Linked DNA regions of Mus musculus: region 2 is linked to region 1. Evidence: chromatin contacts called from public HiChIP or PLAC-seq data. All regions are on one chromosome and are shown on one strand. Each heading gives the region's core, a stretch centred on a gene start, on an enhancer-like site or on the middle of the called end of the contact. The rest is flanking DNA. Distances are from core to core; before and after follow the strand shown. Region 1 holds the start of Apon (apolipoprotein N). Region 2 holds the start of Ankrd52 (ankyrin repeat domain 52).

The links. HiChIP or PLAC-seq counts read pairs in DNA pulled down with a chosen protein or histone mark.
Region 2: a contact with region 1 is called in an H3K27ac HiChIP or PLAC-seq map of microglia, with 5 times the contacts expected there. The contact joins the promoter of Ankrd52 here to the promoter of Apon in region 1. A contact is called at or near these places in 16 of 39 promoter capture datasets (the C10 cell line, the HPC-7 cell line, the SN4741 cell line and 11 more), 3 of 484 Hi-C or Micro-C datasets (embryonic stem cells and liver), 2 of 115 datasets of contacts at active chromatin or transcription factors (microglia and pancreatic cancer cells) and 3 of 9 other capture datasets (adipose tissue, liver and pancreatic islet).

The regions. Positions count from the first base shown.
Region 1 is chr10:128,250,219-128,256,378 of GRCm38.p6, reverse strand. Apon (apolipoprotein N) reads right to left here and starts at 2,248. Exons shown (of 2, transcript NM_133996.3): 1 at 2,098-2,248; 2 at 478-1,944. The coding sequence starts at 1,924. The coding sequence ends at 1,169. Timeless (timeless circadian clock 1) reads right to left here. Exons shown (of 29, transcript NM_001164081.1): 24 at 5,917-6,094; 25 at 5,765-5,833; 26 at 5,567-5,685; 27 at 4,496-4,709; 28 at 4,291-4,386; 29 at 3,438-4,187. The coding sequence ends at 4,123.
Region 2 is chr10:128,372,543-128,378,401 of GRCm38.p6, reverse strand. Ankrd52 (ankyrin repeat domain 52) reads right to left here and starts at 1,278. Exons shown (of 28, transcript NM_172790.2): 1 at 1,153-1,278; 2 at 750-833; 3 at 236-314; 4 at 1-49. The coding sequence starts at 1,179.

The sequences.
Region 1 (6,160 bases), core at 999-3,498:
TAAATACAATAAAAAAATTAAAAAGGAAACGGGAATGACAACTGTTTGACTTGGTGTGTGTCCATCACTACACTGCTCCACTTCCATAGGTGACAGGAATCCCCAGAGTCCTGTGCGGTCCCACTGGCGAGAGCTGAGACAGCTCGAAGAGGTGTGGACCCTATCTAGCCCCCAGTCCCATGAATATGTGAAATGGCTGTTTCTCTACAAGAATGTGCCCATTTGAACGCATTGCTCAAATCTTTGGCTCAAGACATTGGAATGTGCTCTGTGTCCCCCCCGCACAGCCCTCTCTAGGTACAGAAGGAACCACAGAAACCCAGTCGAGAAATCCTGGAAGTCAGGCAAGAACGTTTCAGCCCGAGGCAAGAGGACCACTCCAAGCTCAAGGCTAGCATGAATTTTGTACTGAGTTCTGGGCCAGCTGGAGCTATGAATTTATATTAAACTTCCTTAAAGCTCCCAAATCAGTGAGTTCAACATAGAAGCAGCTTTTTATTTGTCTCATCAGTTTAAGAATTAACAGAAGTAGGCTTAGTGGTGAACGGCTTGTCTAGTATTCCTGAGTCCCTGGGTTCAACCCCAACACTACAAAAACAGAAGTGAGGGCACAGGTCTATAATTCTAGCACTTGGAAAGCTGAAGTAGGAGTCCCATAAATTTGAGGCTGGCCTGGGCTATATAGTAAGGGCAATGGCCACAAAGCAAGACAATCTCAAAATACCAGAACAAATACAGACATGGTGGTGCACACCTTTAATCTCAGCAGGTGGAGGCAAAGGCAGGTGGATCTCTGAGTTCCAAGATAGACAGAGTTACCCAGGCAGACCCTGTCTCAAAAACAAAACAAAACAAAACAACAAACCTTCCTTTCCTTAATATCCCAAAACAATATGAATACAACCAAGGCCCAGAATTCAGCTGGGAAATTAAAAAGCATTAAGCAAGGAATTAAAAAGTATTAAAGAGGGAAATTGCAATACCCATAGCATTTAGAAACTGAAAGACTGAAGTCATATCAAGTGTCTTCACACATTAGGATCAAAGGAAGACAATGTATGAATTTGTAAAATGCAGCCAGCGTCTAGCTACACACCGTGGGCAGCTGCTGTGTGCACACCTACTAAAGGGCTATGAGAAAGTTCATTCCATGCCTAGGAGGCCGTGTCTATCCAAAATAGGTCTGAAAATATTCCCACACAAGGTTCACAAAAATACGCTTTAAAACGACTGCAAGCTGAGCAACGAGGTATACTCGATCTTCAACGGGAATCTTGGCGTCTTTAAGTTCTGGGCTACTCATCAGCCTCCTGGCTACTTCATTCATACTTTCCCAAGACTCCATGGTACAGTGCTGGGTGACATTGACTACAGAGGCCTTGAACTCTCTTACTAGGTCAATAGGAGGGAGCTTGTTCGCCGTCTCCAGCAGCACCTGGGCCATATCGTACAACACCCACCCGGGTTCATAGGTGCACGCCTCAGGCAGGGTAACTGAGCGCCGGACCCTCCTCATATCCCCAGGGGATGGCACCAGATGCCTCAGAATGACTTCATTGTTGCCGATCCCTTCCTCCTGGCTACTCTTTTGACTCTGGAGGACCAGGGTTTCCGCGCTGTCTTTTCCTCCCATTTCACTGATCCGAAGCTGCAGACTGTAGGCCTCGGCAGGGCAGCCAATGTTTTCCAGGACAACTCTCAGGGCTAAGAGGGACAAGAACTCAGACAGAGGAGCAGCGGGGAGCACCGTGTACAAGAGGTCCCGACAGGTAATGGGGGTTGGAGGAGGAATCTTGTTGGGGAGCACATTTGATGTGGGTTCAGTTCTTGTGACGGCTGGCAGGCTGCCATTCTGCGTCTTCCACGGAAAGGCGGTCACCGGGGACAGTAAGATACAGCCAAGAAGCAATGCAGCCTGGATCATGGTGGGTCCACAGGACAGCCCTGTTGTGAAGGAGCAGAGCTCAGGTGAGGAGGGCGCAAATATTCAACAGGAACAGGCACCAAGAATGGTCAGAGTTTGGTAGAGTCCTGGTCATTAGAGACTTCAGTTTCCCTGGACATAAGAGGGGGCCTCTTAGAGGCTGTTACCCTCACCTGTCTGGCAAGCAGCAGAGGAATGAAGTGGTTCTCTGTCTCACTCAGTAGGTCCCTAGTTGGAGCGGCTACCTTCCAGAGGTTAACTTCTTGTAGGTGATGACTGGAAACAAGTATTTACCACCTCTCTTTGGGTAGACTTTATCTGACCAGCTATTGCCCCATCCTGACAGGCAAGGCTCCTCCTTTGTGGCTAGGCGGTCCCTAGACCATAGTCCAGTCTCTGTAGCCTCTAGGCAGTGGAAAGTTTGTTCTCTTTTGAGACTGGGCCTTCTGTAGCCCTAGCTGGCTTGGAATTCAACTAGTTAGCCAAGGATGACCTTGGATTCTGATCCTTCTGCCACTATAACCCCAGTACGGGGATTTATGGGAATCTGCAACCAGGTGCAGTTGCCGTGGTACTGGGAATCAACTCCAAGGATTTATGCATGTTAGGCAAGCACATTACCAACTGGGCTACATTCCCAGTCCATGTGTCATGTTTACTTTAAAGATTTCCCAATCAAAAAATTTGAAAAATAGAACCTACAGCAAATCAAATCAAGTTATTACCAGAGCAGTCTTTTGAGTTTTTACCTTTATTGTTTTTTTTGTTTGTTTGGTAAGGTTTTTGTGGTTGTTGTTTCAAGACAGGCTTTCTCTTTGTAGCCCTGGCTGTCCTAGAACTCAATCTGTAGACCAGGCTGGCCTCAAACTCAGAGATATGCCTGTGTCTGCCTTTTAAGTGCTGGGATTCAAGGCGAATGCCCACAGAGGCCAGATGAGCTGGAGTTACAGCCAGTTGTAAGCCACCTGACATGGTTGCAAGGACTAAAAATTCTACTCCTTTGGAGAGAGTCTTACATGTTCTTAACCACTGAACCATCTCTCCAACCCCTATTTACTTTTTTGTTGAGATAGTCCTGGCTGCCCTGGAGCTAGGTAGACCAGGCTGGCCTTGAACACAAGGCCTCTGCCTCCAAGTGCTGAGATTAAAGGTATGAGCTACCATCACTCTTCTGGCTGCCTTCTAATTTTTTTGGACACTTTATAACCTAAGCTGGCCTAACTTCCTATATAGTCTAAGTATTCTTGCTTTAGTCTCCAGAGTGCTGGGATTATAGGCATGAGCCACCACCATACCTGTTTTGTTTCAAGACACAGTCTCAGACTCGTGGGTAAAAGGGATTTTTTTTGAGATTTTATCAAAGCCTCATGAGGAGCTGAACCAACAGGCATGTACCCTGTGGTCAGCAAGATGAAGCATCTTGTTACTTGTGGATAAGAGGAAGAAGAGGAAGAGGAGGAAGAAGAGGAAGAGGAGGAGGAGAAGGAAGAGGAGGAGGAAGACAACAAAAGTCTCTTTTTTTAAAAATTATATTTATTATCAAGCTGATTTTTTAAATTACATTTATTGGCCCACGCGTAGGGCTATATGACTCTTTCCTCTCCCTCATGGCAATTCTCTTGCCTCTGTCTCCCACACGATGGGATTAGCTCACACTACCAAGCTCAGTTCAGGACATGTCTTTTAATTTTACTCTTAAAAGTTCTTCCGAAGACACAACAGATGGCTGGCTGGCCGCTCTGAGATGAGCAACTGTTAATTGTACACATTTAATATGAAACACAAATCAGGGATGCTTGTCAGCTTGAGAGTGGTGCATCCCAGCTCTCCCTCAACTGTAGAAACGGGTTCAATCATGTGTCCTGGGATGAAAGAAAGAAAATGGGAGCAATCCAGTGCTTTGTGAGGACAGAATGAACAACCGTGCTGGGTTATAAAGCTCCCCGTCAGAAGCCAAGACGCAGTCCTTAGAGGAGGACAAGCCACCTTGAACCTTTCGCCACTCTTCATTTGCTACGAGACGGACCCAGAGACCGGCTGTGCACGCTGATGAACCTGGGGCAAGGACTGACCGCAAAGACTCCACCCAACACTGCTGCCTAAAATTCCTGGGCTGTCAATGTAGAGAAGATTGCTTCCAACGCAGGCAAAAGTAGCTTTTGTGCCTCCAACTCACATCGGTCAAACACATCTGGCTTTCAGTCATCCTCATCCTCAATCTGAAACCGTTTCTTCCTGTGGACTCTTGGCGTTCCCGACACTGCTGCCATGGGAATGACAGGTAAGAGACAGAAATGGAAAGCATCTAAGTATGTAAAAGGATAAGGCAAATGGCCAGTGTCTCCACTGAAGACAAGAGTCCCTACCTTGCCTCCTCCCCTCATCATCTTCCTCTTCGTCGCTGTCCAGCAGTTGCCGCTTCTTGGGCGCTGAGTTCCATTCTTCCTCCCCAGTGGCCTCCTCTGCAGTGATGTAAGACACAGTCGGGAACCGGCCCTGCATCGTCTCAACAGCCCTCACGCCACACGGTGGCACAGAGTAAGTCACCAAGCGGGGGCCATGGCACTTTACCTTCTGTAGGCCCCAGGCCTGCTTTCCTCTTACGGGCTGACAGAAGGGCTCTCAGGGCTTCTGTCCGGTGCTCCTCACTGGGACCCTGCTCTCCGGGGACTCCTGGCTCTGGCTCCTCTTCCCTTTCCTCCTCGTTTTCTTGCTGACTCAAAGAAGCAGCCACCCTCCGAAGCTGGGTGGAGCTCAGTTTGGCTGGAATTCTCCAGAAGGTTTCCTACAGGTACACAGCAGGTGAGATCGCTGCCAGGGAGGACCGGCCTTTCTGGCCACTCTTCTGCTCTATCAGTCATTGAGTAAGCATGACCCCCCCCCCCAACCAGGAATGACCCACAGGAGTTGTGAATTGGACTTACACCCAGCACCTAGCTCAGTGCTACACCAGGTCACATTCACTGTGAATACAGCTATTAGCAATGAATACAGGGAAGGATCTGGGCCATGTAAAAAGTTAGCCTGTGAGATCCACACTCAGAGTCAATGGGGGCGCGAGGGGAGCGGCCGGGCAAGATGTTAAAGCGCCACTGGACTGGGCGCCCGAGCAACTATTCCCACTTCCTGGGTCAGACAGGCAGTAAGATTGCCTCTCTGTGCAAGTTCTGAGCTGACCCTTGAAGGCTGGTTGAGGGTCAAGAGGAAGAAGGTATGTGGGGGTGTGCACATGTCTGTGTGTGTGGACCTTGGATGTGTGGCTGCAGCCTTCCAATAGGACTGGGCAGATCAACTGGTCATGCATGAACAGACCTGCCATGTGCAGGGTGGAAAGCAGTCGGGGTTGGCTGTGGTGTAAAGCAGATGTGGCTGGATGGCCACGCAAAGACAGACATGCCTCCAGGAGGCTGCGGCACACAGAACCATCAGTGCTGCAGACAGACAAGGGGGCAGTGTAGAACACCATTTAGGGAAGGGGAGGCTAAAGGGGAGAGAGACTTGAGTAAGAGACCTGACTTGGGAACCTTGGGAGGCAAAGGCAAGGCAGCAGGGAGGATCTGGGCAACAACACGGTGTCCTCTGAGGAGGACCAGAGCGAGCTCCAGGGCTGACACGGTCCCGCTCGCTCGCTCTGACACTCACCTGCCCTGAGCTGGGCGGCCGGATCCCTAGCTTGCGTAGCAGATGCTGAAACTGTTCGTTCTCCATTGCTTCCTCATTTTCCTCTGTCAGAGGCACCAGAGGGATTGCCTGGGAGCAGCCTGCAGACACGGTGACAATGTGGCAGAGGAACTGCTCTGGATCACACCAGGCCCAGGCCACCCAGTGTCCAGTGCTTACCATCCTCTTCTCGGTCATTTGCTGCTCGGATCAGGGAGCTCTGGAGCCACAGGAGGGGAGCAGAGAGGCCTGGGCAGAGGGGAAACTTGTACGTGATCTCCTTCCCTTGCTACCCCTCCACCTTTGACATCTCTCCCAACTCAAGTCCTTACCTTCCTGACGAAGGCTCTCACCGAGGTTTTCAGCAGAGAGAGATGAGCTGCCCTGACCCTGTCCTGATGGCAAGCCTTCCTCACTCTCCTCATCTTCACTTTCGTCCTCTGGCAAGTGTTCGTCTTCCTCTTCCGGATCTTCCTGCCAGGGGTCTCTCGGGGACTTTTCTCCATTCTGCTGGAATTCATTACAGACACACGGATGAGAAAATGGCCTCAGGGGGGCCTTAGTGGGCTTCTGGTT
Region 2 (5,859 bases), core at 29-2,528, 120 kb before region 1:
CGATGAAGAGGGGTCAGCCACAGTGTGTCCTTAGCGTTGACGTTAGCACCTGTGTGGACACAATTTGCTATTTTGTTGGGATTTGAGGAGGGGGAGGGAAGGAAACCAATAATCAGAGTGGGGAACCTGAACGGACAGAAAGCCATTCTTGTACCAAGCACCAGCAATCAATCCTCGGATCTAAAAAGACTTCTCCCCTCCCTAGATGCCGCACCTCCCAGCTCCCCACTTTCACCTGACATCAGTAGCAACTGGAGGATGGGGACATCGCCTACGTAGGCAGCAGCATGCAATGGGGTTCGCCTCTCTTGGTCCTGGAAAGGCAGAAAAGAGAAGCAGCTGTAGAGAGAAATTATCCTGAACGCCAGTTCTAGTATGAGAACTCCAAGCCCTTCCCTTCCTCTAGGTTCTTCTGCAGGGTCTTAAATCCCAATATCGGGCTTCAAAAGCCAGCATCCTGGGAGGGTGGAGTCAGGGCTACCGACCAAGAAACCTACTCCTTCCCGGAGGGGTGGGGGCGCTGCAGACCCCGATGGTTGAGAAGGGGACAGGGTTTTCTGGGCATCCCCAGAACCCATGATCGGTGCTCCATGCCTGACCAACCTTAAATGCGGAGCAGGCTCCCATTTCTGGGTAGAAAGAGCTGCAGTTTCATCAGAGCAGAGGAGAAACGGAGCCGCCCCACTTGTGGGGAGGGGTCCCGAACCCCTCCGGATTCCGGCTCGCCATCCTCCCTGCTCCCAACTCACCAGTACATTGATGTTCTCCTTCTGCGAGAGGAGGGAACGCACTTCCTCCACATCTCGGCTAAAGATGGCCTGGACCAGGGGCGGCTGCAGGGAGAACCAGCTTTCAGGGAGCGGGCCCGAGCCACGGCGTTACCAGGAGGTGGGGGAGCACACAGGTTGGAGGGGGGCGTCGCTGGAGGGGCTCCGCTACAGGGGTCCTGGCTGCAGCGGATTCCCGCCGTGCCCCCACCGGTCGCCAGGCCCCCAAGGACACCCGCTCCACGGAGTGGAGCACGGCGTGGGGCGCGGCGGGAGCCGCGGGAACCCCGGGCTCGGGCCCAGCCTAGGCCGCACATCCCCGGGCTCGCGTGGCGGCGGTGCCGGGGCCTGGGAAGAGGAAGTGGGGAAGGGTGGGAGGGCTGACCTGGTCCGTGATGCTGAGGATCCCCATGGCCCGGCCCAGGCTCCGTCCGCATCGAGCTCGCGGCAGCGGCGGCAGCGGCGGCGGCGGCTCCACCGGGGACACGGGGCGGCCCAGGCGGCGGCTGCGGCGGCGGCTGCGGGGAGAGGGCGGCCCCGCCTACCGGGGGGCGGGCGAGCGGGAGCCCGCAGCGCTCCCTGGCGGCGAGCCTTGGCCGGGCCTCGGGGTGCTCGCTGTCCGCGCAGGCTGCCCAGGCCTCGGCGCCCTCGCCCCGCGCCAGGACGGCCAGGGCGGCCCGGGCTCCCCCTACCCCGCGCGCGGGTTCCGCAGCTCCGCCAGCGGACCGCGCTGTGCCCTCCGTTGCAGTCGGGCGGCCCGAGGGGTCTCTCGCAGGCCCATGGCACGGAGTCGGGTCTCGCTCCCCCAGTGACTCCCGAGCCCAGGACCAAACAGCGGGCGAGAGCTCACCCAGCCCACAATGCTCCGGTAGAGCGGACGCCTCCGACCGTACTCACACCCCCAAGTACCCCAGAGATAGTGGAAACTCGGAGTGTGGCGACCCGAGACTTATAGATGGCCCCAGAACCAGTCTCCACTGGGTAGAAAGAAAATAGCAAGATTGCTAAGCTGCAGAAAAATCTCAAAAGACTCCTGCTTCAGGAAGCCTCCGTGAAGAGCTGGACACTTGGCAGCTGAAGAAAGGCCTCTAAGCCCAACAGCAACTCCATAATTACCCTGCCAGATTAGGGTAGTAACTGTTTCTCCCGGTAAAAAGGCAGTAGAGAGGAACTCCCCCTCACCCATTGGAGAGGTCAAAAGAGGCAGCCAATCAGGGACAGTTGGCCGAGGGAGAAAGAAAAGTGGAGACTGATAGATGGGTACAATTTATAAAAGATGCTTTAGAGCCAGGTGTGAATCATTTATAAGATTCCTGCGCTCTGGAACCTGAAGCAGGAGGATTGTGTATTCAAGAACTGTCCTGGCTACATCATGAGCCCCAGTTCCTTTGTGTTGCTACGATAACAATGACCAAACCAACTAAAAGAAGGAAAGGGTTTAGTCCATCTTTGAGAAAACTTAGGGCAGAAACTCAGACTTGAACTTGAACGAAGAACCCAGGGAGGAATGAACCCAGGCTCAAGCTTAACCAGATCTCTTATCTAATTTAGGGCCACCTGACTAGGGATGGTACTACCCACAGTGGACCGGGTCTGCCTATATCCATTAGCCAACAAGAAAGTGTTGGGCCTGGGCAGGTGGTTCAGCTAGTTAACGAGCATTGACCACTCTTCCAAAGGGCCCAAGTTTAATCCCCAGCAGCCACTTAGCAACTAATAGCGGATTGTAACTCCAACTGCAGAAATTTTTGGTGGGTAAAACATTCATACGTGAGATTTAAAAAAAAAAAAAGTAGTTTATAAGTTAAATTGAAAAGAAATCACTCTGTCTCAAATCTCACCGCCAAACAACAACAACAACAACAATAATAATATATAATAATAAGGGCTGGAGAGATGGCTCAGCAGGTAAGAGCACTGACACTGACTGCTCTTCCAAAGGTCCTGAGTTCAAATTCCAGCAACCACATGGTGGCTCACAACCATCTGTAGTGAGATCTGACGACCTCTTCTGGTGTGTCTGAAGACAGCTACAGTGTACTTAGAAAAAAAAGAAAAAAAAATATATATAATAATAAATTTGGGAGAGAGGTTGGAAAAATAGCTCAGCAGTTAAAAGTGCTTGTTGTGCTGGGCGTGGTGGCACACGCCTTTAATCCCAACACTTGGGAGGCAGAGGCAGGCGGATTTCTGAGTTCGAGGCCAGCCTGGTCTACAAAGTGAGTTCTAGGACAGCCAGAGCTATACAGAGAAACCCTGTCTCGAAAACCAAAAAACAAAAAACAAAAGACAAAACAACAACAACAACAACAACAACAAAAGTGCTTGCTGTTTATACAGAGGGCCAGAGGTTGGTTCCCTGCTAGGAATACAGACAACTATCTGTAACCCCTGGGTTTTGGAAATCCAATGCCTTTTGGCCTCTCCAGGCACTACGCACACTTGGTGTACTTACACACATGCACGGAAATATTCAAACGCAAGAAATAAAAATAAATGTTTTTAAAATTATTTTTAATTAAAAATAAAAGAGGCTAGGGTTCTAGATCCCAGCATGCGTGAAAGTTCAGGCTCCACCTTTCACACCACGCAGGACCAACCGGTTGTGGAGATATACACCTGTCATCCCAGCCATTCAGGAGGCTGAGGCACGGGAGCTCAAGTTTAAGTTCTGACTGAGCTGTAGACTGAGTTCAGGGTCAGTCTGGGCAACTTAGTGAGGTCCTGTCTCAAAAAGTCAAATGAGAGCTAAGGGAAGCCGGGCGTGGTGGCGCACGCCTTTAATCCCAGCACTTGGGAGGCAGAGGCAGGCAGATTTCTGAGTTCGAGGCCAGCCTGATCTACAAAGTGAGTTCCAGGACAGCCAGGGCTATACAGAGAAACCCTGTCTCAAAAAAAGCCAAAAAAAAAAAAAAAAAAAAAAAAAAAAAAGCCAAAAAAAAAAAAAAAAAAAGAGAGAGAGAGAGAGCTAAGGGGGCTGGAAGGAGAGCTTATGCAGAAAGAGCACTCAAGGCTCCGCAGTGGGTGGCTAACAACCGCCTGTAATTCCAAGGGAACTGATGCCCTCTTCTGGCCATCTCAGGCACCTACACTCAGGTGCCGCACCTCCCTCCAACTCCCCCCAAATACGCACATATACATAAATAAAAATAAAACAGAGCCCGGTTGGTGGAGCAGACCTTTAAACCCAGGGCTCAAGAAGCAGAAGCAGGAGGATCTCTGTGAATTCGAGGACACTGTGGTTTACAAAGTAAATTCTGGGACAGCCAGGGTTACACAGAGAAACCCTGGCTGGAAAAACCAAACAAACAAACAAACAAAAAATTAATAAAAATAAAACAGAAAAGAGGGCTGAGGACAAGGATATAGCTAAGTGTTAAAATGATGTGGCTGACCTAAATTTACTACCTAAAGCCCTTGTAGCAGAACAGCAGAACCTACTTCTGCCCGCAGCCCCTTAATCTCTACACGAATGCTATGGCACACAGAAGTGCATTCGAATGCCGATGTGTACCCACAATAAGTAACTAAATAAATAAATGTAAACTTTTTTTTTTTTTAATGAAAGAGTGTTTGCCTAGCATGGTTTTCTTTTCTTTTCTTTTCTTTTTTCTTTTTTTCAAGACAGGGTTTCTCTGTGTATCCCTGGCTGTCCTGGAACTCACTCTGTAGACCAAGCTGGCCTCGAACTCAGAAATCCACCTGCCTTTGCCTCCCGAGTGCTGGGATTAAAGGCGTGCGCCAACACCTAGCATGTTTGAAACCTTAGGGTTGATCCATAGAATTACAAATTGAAACAAATAAAAGTGCCTCACACAGAAGGGTTGGTTTTTATTGTTACTGTTTGTTGGTTAGTTGGGTTTCTGAGACTAGGAAATCAGCGTCAGGAACTGGCACTTTATATCTGAGGACGAAGACAAGGAAGAGGAGGAGGGGGAGGGGGAGGAGGAGGAGGAAGAAGAAGAGGAGGAGAGAAGAGATAGGAACTGAACGTAGCTGAGGGTCACATGGATGCTTGCTTGGCCATTGGGTGTGATGGCCTAAACTAGGATATGGCCCAAGAAGAGGAAGATAGCACACACCCTCTAGTGCTCAAAATAGCTCTTAGTAACCTGAGGATTCAGAGTCAGGGGTGGAGCTGGAGTCATGTGCTGAGGCCTGGCTCAGGAGTGGGGTGAACCAGGGAGAGAGTTAGACTGAATCTCTGGGCAGATGGGAAGAGGAAGGGCTAGAGGTTACTTTCTAATATTATGTAGAGCAAGAAAGAGGATGTCCCAGGGAAGAAAGAGAGGAAATGGTTTAGTAACATTGACACATCTGAAGTTCTGAAGGAATGTGTGGAGACAGATGGAACTGTTGACAAAGGCTGGCTATGAGGACAGTCCTGAGTTCAACTTCTGAACGGGATATTTGTGGAACTTGCTGGGGATCGTAACACGTACCTGTAATCCAAGCCCTTGGGAGGTAGAGATGGGAGCGTCAGAAGTTCAAGGTCAGCCTTGACATTCAGGTCAGCTTAGACTACAAAGTGAGTTCCAGGACAGCCAGGGCTATACAGAGAAACCCTGTCTTGGGAAAAAAAAAATCAGAAATTGCTGGGTGTGGAGGCTCAGCATTTGGGAATACTGCCTGCTTTTCCAGAGGACCTGGGTTCAAGTCCCAGTATCCACACAGAGGCTTAAAACATGACAGGCAGGGGCTGGTGAAATGGCTCAGTGGGTAAGAGCACCCGACTGCTCTTCCGAAGGTCCAAAGTTCAAATCCCAGCAACCACATGGTGGCTCACAACCATCTGTAACATGATCTGATGCCCTCTTCTGGTGTGTCTGAAGACAGCTACAGTGTACTTACATATAATAAATAAATAAATCTTAAAAAAAAAAAGTTCACTGAAAAAAAAAAAAAACAAAACATGACAGGCCCTCCAGACCTTAGTACAACCAACTCCATGATGGAAGTATCATTCAATCCAGAAAATTTGGCACACAGATAGTTTACTTGCCAAAATGAAAATAAAGGGCTTAATCCATCAAAGTCTATAGTTCTGGGCAAGTCCCTAAATATGCTAACTTTGCTTTTTGGCTTTTGTATT